6 separate regions of the Mus musculus genome follow, and regions 1, 2, 3, 4 and 6 are each linked to region 5. Evidence: chromatin contacts called from public Hi-C, Micro-C and promoter capture Hi-C data. All regions are on one chromosome and are shown on one strand. Each heading gives the region's core, a stretch centred on a gene start, on an enhancer-like site or on the middle of the called end of the contact. The rest is flanking DNA. Distances are from core to core; before and after follow the strand shown.

Region 1 (2,700 bases), core at 58-2,557, 1.1 Mb before region 5:
AAGACAACATGGTTATAGTTCAGTTGGTAGAGTGTTGCATGCATTCATGAAGTCTTGGGAGTAATAAACACACACTCTCTCATGCATGCAGGACTGTTGCGCCGAGCCTGTGGTACACACCTGAAATCCTAGCACATGGTAGGTGGAGAAAGGAGGATCAGAAATTCAAGGCCTGCCTGGGGATACTTGGCACGCTGTCTCAAAGAAAGAAAGGAGAGGAAAAGAGGGAAAAACAGAGAGAAAAAAATGGGGAGGGCTATGAATGAGAATGAATGAATATGAATCCCGAGAAAATCCTTCAAATTCTCTAGCGCTCCTACAATAAGATTTTAACTTTCGCAATCAGGGAAAAAAAAAAAAAGAAGTTAAGTCGACTCGGGCTTTCTAATCCAAGAAGCAACAGTTAATCTGGATTAAAGACTGCGAGCTGCTTAGCTTTAAACTCCGCGCAAGCACAGAAACAAATCCTGCCATACTTGGTTTGGCAGAAGGCTGCAAGACTGCCGGCGCAGTATCAGCCTCTGCTCTCTGCGGCCTTAACAAGCGGAGCAAAGTTGTTTCATACAAACTTGGTCAAGTGCTTCTGCAGAAGAACTCGCCCAGCTTTCCCGTGACCCCGCCCCCGTGGCAATCCAAGTCCCCAACACCCTACGCGGGACCCCTTCCCTTCTCGAGGGGCTCCGGAAGCCAGCCCCCTAAATCTGAGCTCCTCAGCTCCCCACCACGCGCCTTCACCTTCAACACCGCCTTGGGCTGGAGGGAACACAAAGTACAGACCAGACGTGGCAGCATCCGCCCCAGAACCCCCTGACCTTGCACGAGCCGCTCCGCCTTGCCCAGCCTCAGTTTCCCAACACGCTGCTCTCGCTGGCTGCAGAAAGGCTTCGTCGAGGCAAAGGGCTCTGGGCTCGGTGCGCATACCTCCTTCTCTCCTAGGCGCCGGGACCATTACGGTCTCCTCCGGTTTTGCGGTGTCCCCAAACCCGCCCCGGTCACCCCGGCCCGGTGCCCATACCTGGGAGCTGCTGTCCTGGGGCAGGTTTTTCACTAGGATTTTCCGCCGGTTGCTCAGCTCCCGTCGCATCCGCTGCAGCCGTGCAGCCACCTCCTGGGGGTGCAGCGCAGCCACCTCCCCCGGGCGCAGCGCGGGCTCCGCGGCCTCCCCCGCCGTCCCAGCAGAGGGTCCGGATCCCGAGCCCGCGCCCCCCGCGCCGCCTCCCCGCGCCGCCATCTTCCCGGCGCCCCGCTGCAGACTCGGAGAGGCCGGAGCGAAGCGGGAGAGAAAGCGGAGAGGCCGCGCGGGGGCGAGGCGGGCCGGACGCGGAGCAAGGGCGCGCGGGCGGGGGAGGCGCCGCAGCCGCCGACGCGGGAGGGGCGGAGCCCGGAGACACGCCCTATCCAGCCACGCCCCCGACGCTCCGCCCCCTCCCCCTGCAGGACACCTGCGGAATCTAGGACGCGGTAACATGGTGGGACTCGAACCCCTACCAACACTACCCCTAGCTCGCCGCGCTCGGCCTCGCCTCTCAAATCCGAGGGCCTCAGGCGCCACTGCGCAGGCCAGAGAACTCCTGGCCTCAATTCTGACACATCAAGAAGTGCGCATTTGGCAAAGTTAAGTTTTCGATGAAAAATAACATATGAGATTTATCTAAAAATATTCTGGGGGAAGGTTTGGTATTATTTAGTAAGACCTGAGCATAACAAATTTTCCTGGTTGTGTATAAGAAATCATTATCTTTCATCGGTCCCTTTGCGGCCTAAGATGACAACCTGGCTAGTTGTATTTGCAACACAAATCAAAGCTGAAACAAAGACTAGGACAGCTTCGGCAGAAGGCAGGGGAATAAGTTCCTTGATTATTTGAATTGAAACTTGGAAGGAGACATACTGTGGAAAGATATACCTAGTTAAAGTGAGATCTACAAAATATAATAAATACCCTTCAACTCTCACCAGCTGTAATGACTATTAGCAAATAGGAACACACACCTTACTTAAGTGTGCCCCATGAAAATGCACAAAAAAAAAAAAAAAAAAAAAAAAGCCTGTTTAACCCAGCAAGTGATCTGTTAAAGGAAAATGCTTTAAATATCATGAAAGGGCTGGAGAGATGGCGTATCGCTTTAGGGCACTTGCTGCTCTTGCAGAGGACCACAGTACTAATTCGAGTACCCAAGTCAGATGGCTCACAACTACCTGTAACTCTGCCTCCAGCGGATCCAATGCACTTTTCTGGCTTCCAGAGAAACACACACACACATCAAATGAATAAAATCATAAATTCAGTACTGAGCAGGTGCCACCCACATATTTCTAAGTATGTTACAGTGCTTCCCTTTAAAAAAAATCCAATTAGGCAAAGCTTATTTTCTTCCCATTACACATGAAGAAATGGAAGCTGGTGTGATTAGGCTCAATGTTCTAAATATTATAAAAATAAGTCATCTGTAATCACTCTACCCCAAAATTACGGTTAATAGTCCTCAGACTGTTCTAGAATACTTACATCATTAACATGAGTGAGGGCGGTGCCCCAGTATTTACAACCCTATTCCCTAGACACAGAGAGAAGATCCAATAGGCCTATTACAGTCTGTACCCACAGTGGAATATTGTTCAGCTATAAAAGGAAGGCGAAGGCTGCCAAAAGGTAGGTGAACCTCCAGATCATTAGGTGAAAGAAGATAGAGACGACAG
Region 2 (2,700 bases), core at 124-2,623, 1.2 Mb before region 5:
TGGATGTCTCAAACTCCTTCTCACCACGTGCTTCATACCACGCCAGAGAGGACCTTAGGAGCCAGGCAGGTGACAGGGTGTGGCTGGGTGTCCCTGGCAGCTTGTGTTCTATGGTTTGAGCCTCTGTCCTTGCCTACTTCTCTCTCCAGCACAGAATATGCCATCAATAAGCTGCGGCAGGAAGGGAGTGAAGAGGGGATGTACGTGCTGAGGTGGAGCTGCACCGACTTTGACAACATTCTTATGACTGTCACCTGCTTTGAAAAGTCTGAGGTCAGTGGGGACATAGATGTGGGCCAGGGGATGCAGCTACAAGGTATCTGTTCACTACCACCCAGCCCAGGAACTGTGGGAGAAAGGAACACCAGGGTCTCTCTCTGAGCAAGTCTCTGGTAGTCTGGAAAGAATATCCTACCTGATAGGACACTCAATAGCACGACTCTGTATTCTTCCTATGTCTGGTCCTCCCTCCCTCCCTCCTTCCTTCCCTCCCTGTCGCCCTTCCTCCTTTTCTTCCTCCTCTTCTTTCCTCTCCCCTCCTTCCTTCCCTCTTCTCCTTTTCTTCCTCCTTCCCTTCTCTTCTCTTTTCTCTCCGGAGAAGGACTGTAACCTTAGAAGGTAGAATGTGACCAGAAAACCGCCATTCCATCAGGCACATGTGAACTTTAGCTTAATTATCTAGAGTGACTTACTCTATAGCCAGTGGCAGAATCATCAAACCTAGAACTGTGTTTGCCTGTGGCATTCTCTGGTGTAGGCTAATGTCAAAGAGCCACCTCGTCAACATGGCCTGTTTCCCCCAGCAACAGCTTTGGGCATTTTAACATAAATTGCTTTCCCAAAGTGTCTGCTGCATAAACAGCCAGATGCAGCTCCAAACGATTGCTGATTCATGGTCCCTGCAGTGCCTTTTCTATTCACGCAACATTTTAGAATGCTTAAAAGGTTTTAGAGAATTTTAGAAGATGTCGAGGGTGAGGTTTTGTTTGTTGTGGGGTTGGGCTTTTCTTGGTGTGTTTGTTTGTTTGTTTGTTTGTTTTGAGACAGGATTTCTCTGTGTAGCTCTGGCTGTCCCTGATCTCATAATGTAGACTAAGTTGGCCTTGTGCTCACAGAGATCAGTGGCCTCTGCCTCTTGAGTGCTAAGGTTGAAGGAATGTTCCACCAGGTCCAGTGAGGGTGGTGAGTTTTATGTTAGTCTACATTAAATCTACCAGCAATAGTGAGACTCACCCAGACTGGAAAACTGAGTTGAAAGAACCTGTTGATGGAGGCAAAGCATCAGACACAGGAGACAAGTGTTAAGAGAGCCCCGAGGACTGGGCTCTGTCAAAGTGGAAGGAGGAAGTCACATAAGGAACCCAGTGCTGCCAGATGTACTGGGTAAAGTTCCAGGAGTGTTCCTGAACAGCCAGACCTCAGGGCTGCCTTGGGCTTGGTGGCTTCCTGTTTTCACTTACTGGTCAGTCTTTGGAGGAAGTTTATTAGTATGCATGGCTGTAAGGTAGCCCCGCCTTCTGAGGTAGACTCAGAGCAACATCCTAGTCAGTCAGGTTGCCTGGGGAAAGGACAGTCACAAAGAGGATTGTTGATTGTACATGCAGCTAAAGAGAACTTACAGAGGCCATATGATAGAGGTGGTGCTGTTCCATTGTCTGGGTTTGTAGGATGCATTAACCTTGTGGACACGGATGTCTTAAATGTCATGTCCCAGTTTTTACTATAAAGACATCTTTCTGGCTCTCACTCTTTATATTTTTTTTCTTTGTATAAGAAGAGCCATGGAAGAAAGCTTCTCGGACAGGTTTTTGTGGTGCTGGAATTATGGCCTGGATGGACAGCCAGCTCCCAGCTCCCAGCTCCCAGCTCCCAGTGTGTGTGCTTCTCCTTGGGCTGGTTCATAGTGTGTGAGGGCTCACTCTGAAAGAGTTCCGAGTGAATTTAACCTTCACAGTTCTTATTTCATACATACACTGGTTAATCTTTATAAAGTACTAATGGTTTTTTTCTTATAAAAATATCATATATTAATTATACATAATAATGGGTTTATTATATTTTCATTCATGTGTGGGTATATGTATGTATGTGTGTGTGTATATATATATATATATATATATATATATGTAATATGATCCTTATTCAACCCCCATGATCCTTGCCCACTCTAACTCCTGCCAGTCTCTTCTCAGAAAGTCCTTCTTCCGTTGTCATGTCTTTTTTTTTTTTTTTTTTTTTTTGATGACCAAATGATTTTAATTAGGATTGCTCATAGGAACACAAGATCCATCCTAGCAGCTATACCACTAAAGACAATGTCTCTTCCTCCCCCAGCAGCTATTAACTGTATTAACCTCATCAGGAGGGATGGAAGCCTCCTAATCCCTTCCTCCCCTCCATGATAAAATGTTAACCGGCCCAGTCTTATCCTGATATCACAATCACTGAGAGTTCAAGAGTGCAGGAGCCGTGGTGTGCCAGGAAAAGGCTCTCTAACACTCCACCCCTTCCTCCTTCGCACATTCTTTTTGCCCTTCTTCTACCTTGTTCTACAAGAGGAGGTGATATAGATACCCATTTAGGGTTCAGTTTTCAATAATTGATCATTCTAAAATGTGTGAAGGTTTTGGTTTTTTTCTTTAAACAAAAGTCCTATGACTTTTGCAACAATCCTGTGACATTTTTTCACGACCTTCATCT
Region 3 (2,986 bases), core at 290-2,789, 1.4 Mb before region 5:
CCTGTGTGTGCGAGAGTGCATGAGTAATGCCATCCTGTGGCAGAGTATTGCCAACTGCCATAGCTGGAAATCAATGCATAGCTGGAGATGCTGGCGGGACACTCCAGTCTTTAGAGGACCCTACCCTACCCTTAGAAGTACTGGGTATTTGTAGTGATAGTGCCGAGCAACAGAGAGATGCTGACTGACGTGACGTGAGCAAAGCATGTAAATGTTACTGTGAGTTATAACTGTTTGAAAACTAATGTCAGGGGCTGGAGAGACCGTTCCATGATTAAGATCACTTGTTCTTGAGGAGGACCAGGGTTCAAGGACCAGGGTTCTAGTCCCAGTTCCCATAGAGCTGCTCACAATTGTCTGTAACTTTAGTTTTAACATCCTCTTCTGACCTCTGAAGGCATGTAGTACACAGATATACATGCAAGCAAAACACTCATACATAAACTATGTCTTTAAAAAAAGGGGGGGGGGGGCTAAGGTCAGTCCAGTGAGATGGCTCAGTGAGGTCAGGCCAGTGAGATGTCTCAGTGAGGTCAGGCCAGTGAGATGGCTCAGTGAATGCTCAGCTGGACAACCTGGGTTCAATCCTCAGGACACACAATGGAAGGAGAGAACTGCCTGCCAAAGGCTGGCCTCTCACTTCCACATACAAGTTATGGCTTGCGTGTATATGAGTACAAACACACACAATAAATAAAATGTAATGAAAAAATTTAAAGCTAATGTGGGGCCGGAGAGAGGACTCAGCGGTTAAGGGCACATACTGCTCTTCCAGAGGACCTAGCTTGGTTTCCAGCACCTACAGGGCTGTGCACAACTGTCTGTAACTGCAGTTTCAGGATCAGATACCCTCTTTCAGCCTCTGTGGGCGCCAGGCATATATACATATGCATGTAGACAAAATATTTGTATACATAAAGTAAACACAAATAGTTCTTTAAAAAAAGAAGCTAATATAATTTCAGACAACATAATGACATATGAAAGACGAATAAAGGGCTGGGTATAGCTAAGTGACAGAATACTTGATTATCATGTACAAGGTACTGAGTTGAATTGCAATACACCCCCCTCCTACTCATACACACACATGAAACTCCAAATGACCAAAATGAATGTATTAAAGATAATAAGTATGTTTAATGAAATTGCAAGATACCAAATTAGTACATAAAACCCCCACCTCCAGAGGAGGTGTGACTCCGGGTACAAACTAATGTGCCCAACCTGTCTGGCATGTTTAAAAAACTTAAACATACACTGAACTTAACAATTCAACTTCTGGATAACCCCCTGAGATTAAAAAACAAACTATGTCCACATACAGGCTTGCATTAAAATACTTGCAGCAGTCTTACTCATTATGACCCACCCTTGAGAAGGGATCTCCACCCGCTGTCAAGCTGACAAAATATTGTATAGCACTGAGTAGGATATCACCACAATATAGCCTTGTAAGGAACGGAAAGAACCAGGGCCTAGCTGTGTGGCAGCCAGGGCACGTGCCACACAGCCTGGGGGTCAGAGTTCAACTCCTGGAGCCCACATGGTGTCAGGAGAGAGCTGCTGACCCTGTGGGTTGTCCTTTGACCTTCACATGCACACCATGACAGGCACACACATTTTCTTTCTCTCTCTCTCTCTCTCTCTCTCTCTCTCTCTCTCTCTCTCTCTCACACACACACACACACTCCTAAATGTCAAAATAAAAAGGGAAAGAATCAGACACAAAAGACCATATAATTTATGAATCCATTTCTATAACAATTGTAAATCCTAGGTAGGATGGGCTAACCCTGTAGTGACAGTCAGCTCAGGGGTTGCCTGTGACTGGGGTGGGAGCAAAGATGGAAACAGAAAAGCAAGAGGGAGTCTTTCTGCTGTTGAAATGTTATAAAGCTGAACTGTAGTGTTAGCTGCATATTCAGATACTTGCAGAAAGTCAAGGTTCCAGTTAAAACGGGTAGGTTCTTGCCGTCTCTAAGTCAAACTTCAGCCTGGTGTATGGCTCGGTCATAGAGTGTGTGCTTAGCATGTGCAAGGCCCCGGGTTCCATCCCCAGCAAAGATGTCTGAAAGCAAAACTGACAGCTCTTGTGTCTGTGGAGTATCTGTCTCTGCCCACACCTCCTACAAAAGCTCTCCTCTCATACTCTTGGAAAACCCCGGAGGAGTGTTAGAATGGGTGGGCTAGCAAGAAGCTCTAACCTGGGGGGGGGGAGGGTGTCTTATTATCTCATCAGAGAAAATATGGGCAGGAGCTCATTTAGAAAACCACCTATAGAACAAAATACTCACAGGAGGAAATATCAACACAAAGTATGGAGCAGAGACTGAAGGAAAAGCCATCCAGAGACTGCCCCACCTGGGGACCCATCCCATATACAGCCACCAAACCCAGACGCTATTGTGGATGATGGGAAGTGCTTGTTGATGGAAGCCTGATATGGCTGTCTCCTGAGAGGTTCTGCCAGAGCCTGACAAATACAGAGGGACTGAGCTTGAGGGTCCCTGATAGAGGAGATGGAGAAGGGACTGAAGGAGCTGAAGGTGTTTGCAGCCCCATGGAGGGAGCAACAGTGTCAACAGGCCAGACACCCCCTCCCCAGGAGCTCCCAGGGACTGGACCACCAACCAAAGAATACATATGGAGGGACCCATGGCCCTGGTTACATATGTGACAGAGGATGGCCTTGTTGGACATCAGTGGGAAGAGAGGCCTGAGGGCCTGAGGGTGTTCAATGCCCCAGTGTAGAGGAAGGCCAGTGTGGGAGGATGGGAGTGGGTGGGTGGGGGAGCACCTCATAGAGGCAGGGGGGAAGGGGGATGAGATAGAGGGTTTCTGAAGGGGAGAACTGGAAAGGGGAAAACATTTGAAATGTAATTAAAGAAAATATCAAAAAAAAAGAAAAAGAAAAAGAAAAGAAAAAAGAAAGCCACCTATAAAGTGCTAAAGTCCTCAAATGTATGACCTAAGCATTCTTCAC
Region 4 (2,700 bases), core at 141-2,640, 1.3 Mb before region 5:
CCTGAACACCCACTGTAGTTGCTGGTCAGCTAAGAAAGTCTTTCTAAAGGCTTAAGCCCATGTCTGATCAGGTCTTCTCTGGCAAACACCCCACAAGTTTAAGATGCCAGAATGGAAGACACCTGAGAGCTACAGGGTTTTGTTTGTTTATTTTGTTTTTGTGGATAGGATAAGACTGAACAAACCTACTGTGAAAGATTATGATAATGAAAACTCAAAAGCACTGGACACAGATTAGGTAGGAATGGATGTTAATTCTTATTACTCTTTTCCATAGTTTGTTTCTCTCCCCTGCTCCTTTTGGAGCTCTTACACCACAGAACAGAGGCTGGGCCTGAAGAAACTCGTGGAAGCCGGAGGTTTTGTTTCTGGTTAAGTCCTCATGATGGTTAGTATTGTCAGTTTGACTATTAGAATCACCTAGGAGATCAGCTATACCTGTGAGGGATTGTTTAGATTAGGTTACCCCTTGGCCATGCCCTTCAACATTACCTAGATTAGGGTCTCCTAGAAGACTTGCTTTGCGCAGGGATTCTGTAGACTAGTCTATCCCCTTGGCTGTGCCCTTGAGGATTATCTAGATTAGGGTAATGGAGATAAGATCCACTTTATCTGTGGGCAGAACCATTCCATGGACTGTGGTCCTGGATTTAATACCCAGGAGAAAGCTAACACAAGAATTCATCCTCTCTTCTTCCTGAGCATGCGCGCAATGTGACTTTCCACCTCAAGTTTCTGTCATCACGACTTCTCATCATGATGGTCTGTGTTCGCTCCAACTGTACAGGGTAATAAACTCTTTTTTCCTTAAATTACTTTTGTCAAATATTTTATCGCAACAACTGACAAAGTGACTTTCGTTCTTGCTAGGCAAGTCTTTCCAGAACCATCTTCTAGAGTGGCTGGGATGGGGCAGATGTAAACACACAGGGCACGGATAATGCCTCCAAGGGCACAGGTTGCTCCAGAGGGCAAATTCTTATTCCCTGCGTGAGTGATTTCATCGCTCCTCTCCTCTCCTCCCTTCCCCTCCCCTCCCCTCTCCTCCCCTCCCCTCCCCTCCCCTCCCCTCCCCTCTTCTCTTCTCTTCTCTTCTTTTTTTCTTTTTCTTTTTTTTTTGGCGGGGTGGGGGGACAGGTCATTTCACAGAGATCCACCTGTCTCTGCCTCCCGGAGTGTTGGGATTAAAGAAGTGTGCCAGTATGTCCAGTTTGAGTTCAATTCTCACAAGCTACTTGGTAAGCGGAAGCGAGCGGAGACACTTGCTGGAGTGCGAGCCTGGGCAGGCGGGGACTCCAAGGTCCTCAGTCTTGGGTCTTGGCTCTGTCCAATTGTAGGAGCAGCTTCTGACGTCACGGGGGCTGGGCCGTACAAGGGGCGTGATCGTTCAGAGTTGGAGGGGCGGGGCGCCGGTGCGTTTTTAGAGCGCAGGCCGCCGCAGCCGCGGAGTAGCCGGCAGCCGCTGACGCGCCGCGGGGTCCGCGCCCAGCCTCGCTCGTCCTTTCGGTGCCTCTCCTTAGCCGCGGGTGTCCACGCCGGACCCTGCACGGCAGGCTGAGTTGCCTGCCAGACTCCTGACCCAGATCGACCCTGCGCCAAGGAGCCGCGCGGCCCGGCGCACACGGAAGTGGTGAGTGTCCCGGTGGGGAGGTGGAGACCGCCGTGGCCAGCTCGGGGACCGTGAGAGGGGCGCGGAGCCGGGCGGCCGAGCGGCCAGGGCGGCCGGGGCGGGGATTTCCAGGCGGCGGGGCTGCCGGGAGGCGAGGGAGGGCCGCTCCGCTAACAGCGGCCCGCTCCGCCGACATCCTGTTTATGGCCCCGCGGCCTGCGCGCCGACGGCCTCTGGCGCCGCAACAGCCCGGACCGCAGGACTCGCCGAGGGTCGTGGCCCGCGTTCACCCCTGGTCAGCTCTTGCGGGGGTGGGGGACTTTTGGGGTTTGGGTCTGCGTGGGGGCGCGCCCCGGGAACTCCGAACCGCAGCTTGCCGGAATGTAGCATGATGGAGGGCCATGGGTGAAGGGAATGGGGAGAGACGACTATAGGTCCTACCCGAAGGGACCCGATTCATCGAAACTGGGACCAGTGTCTGTGGCTCCCCAACTCCTGGCTCCGGTTCCGCGCGAACGAACGCCCCCGTCGACTCAGAAGCAGTAGGCACCCCTCTGGAGACACTCCCAGGCTCCTAGGATGATGAGTGTTTATGAAGGGAGTTCTTTAGGGAGACTAGACCAGAGGTGTGGTTATCTCCTGGTGCCTGTGTGCCCCCTTCGGAGGTGTATCCTCTGTGATTTCTCGGGAACTAGGACTGGGCCCTAATAGTCTTAATTCATGGCTGTGACCTGTCTTCTGCCTCTGCTTGGATACATCAGTATCCATGCTATTAAAATTCCTCCCCAGTCATAGAGCTCAGTCGCAGGTATTTACGGTAGTATAAAATTACCTTTACTTCTTTCAGGGAAGAAGGCATTAAAAACTTGGGCCGTTAAATAAGTAGAATGCTGAGACAGATAAAATTATCTAGTCTTTGGGTGTTGCCTTCCCCGTTTAAAAAGAAAATGTTTGAGTTACGGGTGGTGTAAAAAACTTTTTTCTTTTTCTTTTTAAATGAACATTTTGCATTGATTAAATTTTTATACCTTCCCTTTCTAAAAACCACATTTTGTGTTGCCTATTGCTTTTGCTTGTGGGGACTCTGATGT
Region 5 (2,700 bases), core at 15-2,514:
CCCTGTGAGCAAGGGTGGAGCTGAAGGGATCCTCCCCACAGAGCTGACCGGCCTCTCTCCCACATGGAAAGCTGTGGTGGTCTGAACACTCCTGGGCATACAGATACAAATCCCAACTTCTTTCTCTGTTTGTCAATGTCTGACCCATCCAGGAAAGTCTACATACAGAGCTCAGTTTAGATCTTGAAAACTGGAAAAAGAAGGTCTTGCAATTTATGAGTCCCTCGATTTTCAGAAGCCACTCAAGTGGTACCGGAAGGTCCGTGCTGGATTCAATGTTCCCGTTATAGTTTTGGTAAATTCTTTAACCTGCCCAGGCTTTTTAGTACTCTCCTCGGTGACTTTAAAGTACCCATAATAGCGTCTTCCTTATAGGGCTTCAAGAGGGTTCTTGAGACACACCAGTGAAATGTTTGTCACGGTGCTTGGCAAGGCAGCTTGAAATAAGTTGAAATACAAGTTATTGTTGAAGGGAATGGGCCCCAGAGGAGCTGAGAGAAAGTCCAATGTTATTGTAAATATACAAAGAAAACGTGTTCCTTAAAACTTCTTTTAAAGTATCTTGTAGAAACAAATAACCAATTCCAAATCCACATTTACAAATCATCAGATTTATAGGAGAAAAAAAAGTTTCACCTCTCTAGTGGACCTGCTCAATTAAGACAGTTAACCTTCTTAACCAGGGGGCGGAACTGGGGGCGTTGCATTAATTTCCTGGCCTGTCAGGACAGCTTGCATAAGAGAGCCCTTGGGTATATTGTTATTGCTTTAATGAAAATTCAGGTCCAGCCCCCTTGGTGGAACAGGTCCAGCAGAGACTGGACTTTTCAAAAGCCTGAACCCAGGCAGCAGGCCCGGCAGGGGAGGAAGCGCCTTTCCCAAGCCAACCAGAGGGCAGGGAGAGAGGCTTGGCACCTGCGGGCCCAGATCGCTGGCTTAACGCCCCAGGGGGATGAGTGCTCCGGTCACCCCGGCCCTCCCAACACCTGGCCTCGAGTCAGCGGGAGGTGCCCCAATCCCAGACCAGAATAGCACAGCGCCACGCAGGGTCTGCACGGCGGGCTCACCTTTCCCCGGCATAGCCATTGCGAAACGTGGGGTGTGGGGGGATGGGGTGGACGGGAAGCCGAATAGGGGTGTGGGGGCGGGGGTACTGCCAAGGTCAAGGGAGCGTGCGCGGGGCGGGGACGGGATGGTGGCGCGCACGGAAGCGCCGGCCCAGAGAAGCCCGCACGTAGCACACGCTCAGCCCGGCCCGCGCGTCCCTTACCCCGTTGGCTGCAGCGATGCGTACGATGAGCTGGATGGCCTCGGTCATGTAGAAGCGGCCGTCCCCGCCCACAACCAGCGTGGCCTCCTGCCTCAGCGCCGGCTCCACGGTAGAGACGATGCTCTGGATGAAATTCTCCGCATAGTTGGCGTTGCTCTGGAAAACCTTCACTCGCTTCCGCAATCCGCTGGTGCCCGGCTTCTGATCCGGATATGCCTGCGTCTTCACTGTCACGATCTTCACCATGGTGGCGGTTGGCTGCGAGGCGACAGTGGCTGCGGCTCTGGCTGCTGCAGAGGGCTCAGGGTCCGCTCTGCTCTTGCCCTGGAAACGATGGCCCAGGGCCTGCCCACGGCCCGCCCACTTCGCCAAAGTCCGGCTGCCTGGGAAGAGGGACGGGTCACGGGGTCGAGAGGGGCGGAGTCTCCCCGACTGACACATCTCTACCTGAGCCAATGGTCTATATAAAGAAACTAGCTCTTTAACTGGAGAGCAGAGCTTCATCTATCGATCATAGTGCAAGGACGAAGAGTTCAGCACGTTACTGTGATTGGACTAGAGTGTCACGTATACATTCCAGAAGCTGGTCTAAAAGACAGAAAAGCCATCCTCCGACTTTTTTTTTTTCTGCAAGGACAGGCTCAACCCCAAAGTTATATTCAGCTTTCTACTTTTTATGTGTTTGCTGTGGGCCACATGCTACTTCATTAGTGATTGTGGATATCCGAAGAACTGATTTGTTTAGTGTATAGTTTCTAGATCTTCCAAAAGTACGGGTTTTATTTTTCCGTGCTTCTGCTCACAACACTGAGAAATTCCGATAATAAAATCCTTCCTCGCCGGGCGGTGGTGGCACATGCCTTTAATCCCATCACTTGGGAGGCAGAGGCAGGCAGATTTCTGAGTTCGAGGCCAGCCTGGTCTATAGAGTGAGTTCCAGGAAAGCCAGGGCTACACAGAGAAACCCTGTCTCGAAAAACAAAACAAAATCCTTCATCACTTGAGGAAGTTCAGCTCAGTTTGGGTCTGAACAAGCCAGGCAGGCTCTTACCAGGGTTGGCCTGTCTGTCATCCATCACGTTTGACAACTAGGAAATGGAAACTTTGAAGGCAGCCTAGATAAACATAGATACAGCTATAAGGCGTCAAAGGATTACTGTGACAGCGGACCCAGTGATTGTGAAAACAGCAAGAGCTAAGGCAGTCAAAAAGGATTTGATTATTCGGTAGGAATATTTTCTTCTGCCTTTCTTAGTTTTTTTTTGTTTTTGTTTTTGTTTTTTTGTTAAGAGTCTCTGCTTGACAAATGTGTCATTTTAGTATACCAAGAAAACAAATACCTTTAAGAAAGTTAAGTCTGTGAGTGTCCATCTTAAACAAATGTAAAACCTTTCAAAAAGGATTTCTGCAAGAAAGAGGTTGTGGTGATG
Region 6 (2,721 bases), core at 70-2,569, 1.1 Mb before region 5:
ATAATATGGTTGCTTAGCAACCAAACTGAACCTCTTAACCTTGAGCCAAAGGAATAATTCCTCCCTGAAGTTTTTTTCACCTGGTATTTGGTTACAGATATGAAATAAGTGTCAAAAAGGTCTCGATGAATTCAAGGCCAGCCTGGCCTACAAAGTGAATTCCAGGACAGCTAAGGCTATATAGAGAAGAAAAAAATTTACACTTATTTGTGTATGTGTGCCTGTACACTGTGGTGTGGGGCAGTCAGAGGTAACTTGGGGGAATCAGCTCTTTCCTTCTGTCATGTGGATTCCATGGATTGAACTCAGGTCATCAGGCATGGCTGCAAGAATCTCTACCCACTGAGCCATCTCACCAGCCCCCACCTTCTCGATGGAGAAAAACTTGAAAGCAATCTGTGTGGTCAGGGCCCTTTAGCTTGACACTTTTCTCAAACCATGTCATGCTTGGGTGTATCCTTTGGGGAAACTATGTCAAAATAAATTAGCTTACGAACAGAACAGGAGAAAGAGAGAGTCAGTCTGTGCCCGCCTCCCACAGCATAGCCCAGGCCTCTGGGAGCTCGAATGCCGGACACCAGATCTTACCATGATCACTTTCAGTTCCCGAGCGGCCCCAGTAGCGTCGCCTCCTTTCTGGACTGTGTACGTGTCGCTCCATGACTGCAGCTATGAACCGGGTGTTGCTGACTGTAGGACGTCACGGACAATTAATGTCATTCCTGTGCCAGTGCCTTCATTGTTCAACCCCCTTGCTCTGAGCATGCCCACTCACTCACGTGTTGGAAGGGTCAGTCTTTCAGAAGTTAGAATAAATAATTTTTAAAAGAATCCTAAGGATGGGGGTGGGGGAAGCTGGCTTAGGGCTGATGCAGGGAGGGGCGGTCAGCTGCTTATCTCCAGGCACCAGCAGGCTAACGTCTAGGCAGCGAAAGGCCATGGGAGTTCAACATCAACAGAAGTCTCTTTTAAGAAAGAAAGCACTTTTCCATTACTCTGAGATGTGTACACTAATTAGGGGACTAAAAAAATTTTTTCTAGAAAGTTCTCTTTCTAAAACAACATGTTGGAAAAGTCATGGGGCGAGAGGCTTTAGGTCAAAGAAAGTGTAAAAGATAACATCCCAAAAAAAAGAGATATTCTGAAACAAAGCAGAGACCCACACCTATTCCTAGTGAAAAGGGGAGGAAAAAAAAATCTACCATGTCAAAGCTTCTGAAATTTTAATACAAGCCAAAAGGACATAAGAAAGAATATTTATTTTGGATTAGCCTCCCGCTGACACACGAGGCAGGGGGTGGCAGATACTCACTGATGCCTCTGTCTTCATGACTGTCATCGTCTCTTTCATCTCTGTCATTCTCCAGGTTGGACATACGCACTGACATTTCTGTCCATCATTAGAAAGAGAGAAACATGACTATTTAATCAAACAAAACCATGGGCTTTAATACCCTGCTGAGTGATGGTTTGATGGCTAGGTGACAGCATTCCGTCAAGAATGAGTTCAGGGCAGAGGATGGAGGAGAGTGGTAGAAAGCTCTCCTCAAGTGTGCTGGGTTCTATCTCCAGCCCCTCAAATAAAATAAAATAAAATAAAATAAAATAAAATAAAATAAAATAAAATAAAATAATGAGCTTGCAAGAGAATGAACAGATGCCTCTGTCTGATACATGGGTGGGCAGAGACAAAGGAAGAACAAGAGAATAAGGGAAGAGCATCTAGAATAGTGTTCTGGAGAAAGAAGAAACGGGTGGAGGCCAGCTCATTGTTAATCTTCTATCAAGTGCTTAAGCAGAAGAAGTGGGTCTGAAGCGTTACTGGCTGAGCCGTGAAAAGGCTCCAGAGCTGCATACAGGTGCAAGGCCACACTGGATGCGGCCACCCTGAGTCTAGCCGATTCTCAGGTAGGTATACCTTTCTCTGTGGCTATGCTGTGTCAGGTCTGTCGTCATAGCAACACCTAACACCAACTTGTCACTAGTCCTACAAGCTGAGCTAAGTGGACAGGAAAACTGTGAGTTTCACAAAGGGCAGGCTGACATATCTCTGGGGACTTCGGGAAGGGTGGGAATGGCTTTGAGTACAGATGGCAGACTCAGATGGCAACAAGGTCACGAATATAGGCCAACTCTTTTTATAGTTTGCTTCGATGATTTATTCTGTTTGGAAAGATCTGATTATTCTAATGTACAGGAAGGCCATTGGATAGATTCAAATTCTTGCTCATAATGATCTGGAGGTCTCTGATTTGCTTGGGTTCAGACCTGCAAGGGCAGCATGCTGACACCCTGTGGGTCAGCACGCTAGCTGCCCAGTTCATGTAAGCCACGGAGTATGTGAGGGATGAGGATGCCGGCAGTATCTGGAAAGGGCCTGGTATTTTCTGGGTAATCAAAATGGGGCATGTGGAATTTAGGCACTAAATTAGAAAGCAGGCTTTGGGGACATCAGATGTCACGCTGCTCTACGATTTCTGAGAGGCCTATTCAAATCGCTGCTCAACAACCTCCAAGAGGCTTTCTGTACTCACCTTGAGCAGCAAGAGGTGACATGTGCTGGTGGCTGCGGCGATGGATCTGGTGGCGGTAAGCATACACGGCAAGGACCAGCACCATGATGCAGCCCATGATGCCTCCGGCCACAGGGCCCACCGGAGCACTCTTAATCATGTTTAGTGTGATCACCTCATCACCTGCGGAGAAGAAATGAATGGATGT

Evidence for each region. Promoter capture Hi-C pulls out the DNA fragments that hold promoters and counts their contacts. Hi-C and Micro-C count contacts between places; a contact is called where the count stands out from the background.
Region 1: a contact with region 5 is called in a promoter capture Hi-C map of hippocampal neurons, with 6 times the contacts expected there. The contact joins the promoter of Raver2 here to the promoter of BC062258 in region 5. A contact is called at or near these places in 4 of 39 promoter capture datasets (hippocampal neurons, liver, second pharyngeal arch cranial neural crest and 1 more) and 1 of 115 datasets of contacts at active chromatin or transcription factors (cardiomyocytes).
Region 2: a promoter capture Hi-C map of liver shows a contact between it and region 5, with 3 times the contacts expected there. The contact joins the enhancer-like site here to the promoter of BC062258 in region 5. A contact is called at or near these places in 8 of 39 promoter capture datasets (the 3T3-L1 cell line, HPC-7-derived erythroid cells, cranial neural crest and 4 more), 2 of 484 Hi-C or Micro-C datasets (the G1E-ER4 cell line and liver) and 1 of 115 datasets of contacts at active chromatin or transcription factors (large pre-B cells).
Region 3: a promoter capture Hi-C map of liver shows a contact between it and region 5, with 3 times the contacts expected there. The contact joins the enhancer-like site here to the promoter of BC062258 in region 5. A contact is called at or near these places in 1 of 39 promoter capture datasets (liver), 1 of 15 datasets of contacts at CTCF or cohesin (large pre-B cells), 1 of 484 Hi-C or Micro-C datasets (palatal mesenchyme) and 1 of 115 datasets of contacts at active chromatin or transcription factors (large pre-B cells).
Region 4: a Hi-C map of B cells shows a contact between it and region 5, with 8 read pairs. The contact joins the promoter of Jak1 here to the promoter of BC062258 in region 5. A contact is called at or near these places in 2 of 39 promoter capture datasets (hippocampal neurons and liver), 2 of 484 Hi-C or Micro-C datasets (B cells and the G1E-ER4 cell line) and 1 of 115 datasets of contacts at active chromatin or transcription factors (large pre-B cells).
Region 6: a contact with region 5 is called in a Micro-C map of the G1E-ER4 cell line. The contact joins the enhancer-like site here to the promoter of BC062258 in region 5. A contact is called at or near these places in 3 of 39 promoter capture datasets (frontonasal cranial neural crest, hippocampal neurons and second pharyngeal arch cranial neural crest), 4 of 484 Hi-C or Micro-C datasets (the G1E-ER4 cell line, cerebral cortex and palatal mesenchyme) and 2 of 115 datasets of contacts at active chromatin or transcription factors (astrocytes and embryonic stem cells).

What each region holds. Positions count from the first base shown.
Region 1 is chr4:101,067,645-101,070,344 of GRCm38.p6, reverse strand. Raver2 (ribonucleoprotein, PTB-binding 2) reads right to left here and starts at 1,307. Exons shown (of 12, transcript NM_183024.1): 1 at 1,016-1,307. The coding sequence starts at 1,231. Gm35956 (a long non-coding RNA gene) reads right to left here and starts at 1,008. Exons shown (of 2, transcript XR_867959.2): 1 at 1-1,008.
Region 2 is chr4:101,171,659-101,174,358 of GRCm38.p6, reverse strand. Jak1 (Janus kinase 1) reads left to right here. Exons shown (of 25, transcript NM_146145.2): 10 at 150-273. Among named protein-coding and RNA genes, the nearest start is that of Gm24468, 14 kb to the left of the region's middle. Within about 2 kb of position 1,373, at least 81 of the 459 cell types and tissues checked have an H3K27ac peak or open chromatin away from gene starts, as enhancers often do. A contact at or near this core is called in liver, where this site is marked.
Region 3 is chr4:101,368,479-101,371,464 of GRCm38.p6, reverse strand. All of the region lies in intron 2 of 0610043K17Rik (RIKEN cDNA 0610043K17 gene), which reads right to left. Among named protein-coding and RNA genes, the nearest start is that of E130102H24Rik, 14 kb to the right of the region's middle. Within about 2 kb of position 1,539, at least 9 of the 459 cell types and tissues checked have an H3K27ac peak or open chromatin away from gene starts, as enhancers often do. A contact at or near this core is called in liver, where this site is marked.
Region 4 is chr4:101,263,972-101,266,671 of GRCm38.p6, reverse strand. Jak1 (Janus kinase 1) reads left to right here and starts at 1,390. Exons shown (of 25, transcript NM_146145.2): 1 at 1,390-1,630.
Region 5 is chr4:99,928,382-99,931,081 of GRCm38.p6, reverse strand. It overlaps BC062258 (a long non-coding RNA gene), which reads right to left and starts at 1,264. Exons shown (of 2, transcript XR_003955079.1): 1 at 1,068-1,264; 2 at 1-437. Pgm1 (phosphoglucomutase 1) reads right to left here and starts at 1,631. Exons shown (of 11, transcript NM_028132.3): 1 at 1,271-1,631. The coding sequence starts at 1,516.
Region 6 is chr4:100,992,704-100,995,424 of GRCm38.p6, reverse strand. It overlaps Cachd1 (cache domain containing 1), which reads right to left. Exons shown (of 27, transcript NM_198037.1): 24 at 2,535-2,696; 25 at 1,313-1,390; 26 at 589-690. Among named protein-coding and RNA genes, the nearest start is that of Raver2, 75 kb to the left of the region's middle. Within about 2 kb of position 1,319, at least 30 of the 459 cell types and tissues checked have an H3K27ac peak or open chromatin away from gene starts, as enhancers often do. A contact at or near this core is called in the G1E-ER4 cell line, where this site is marked.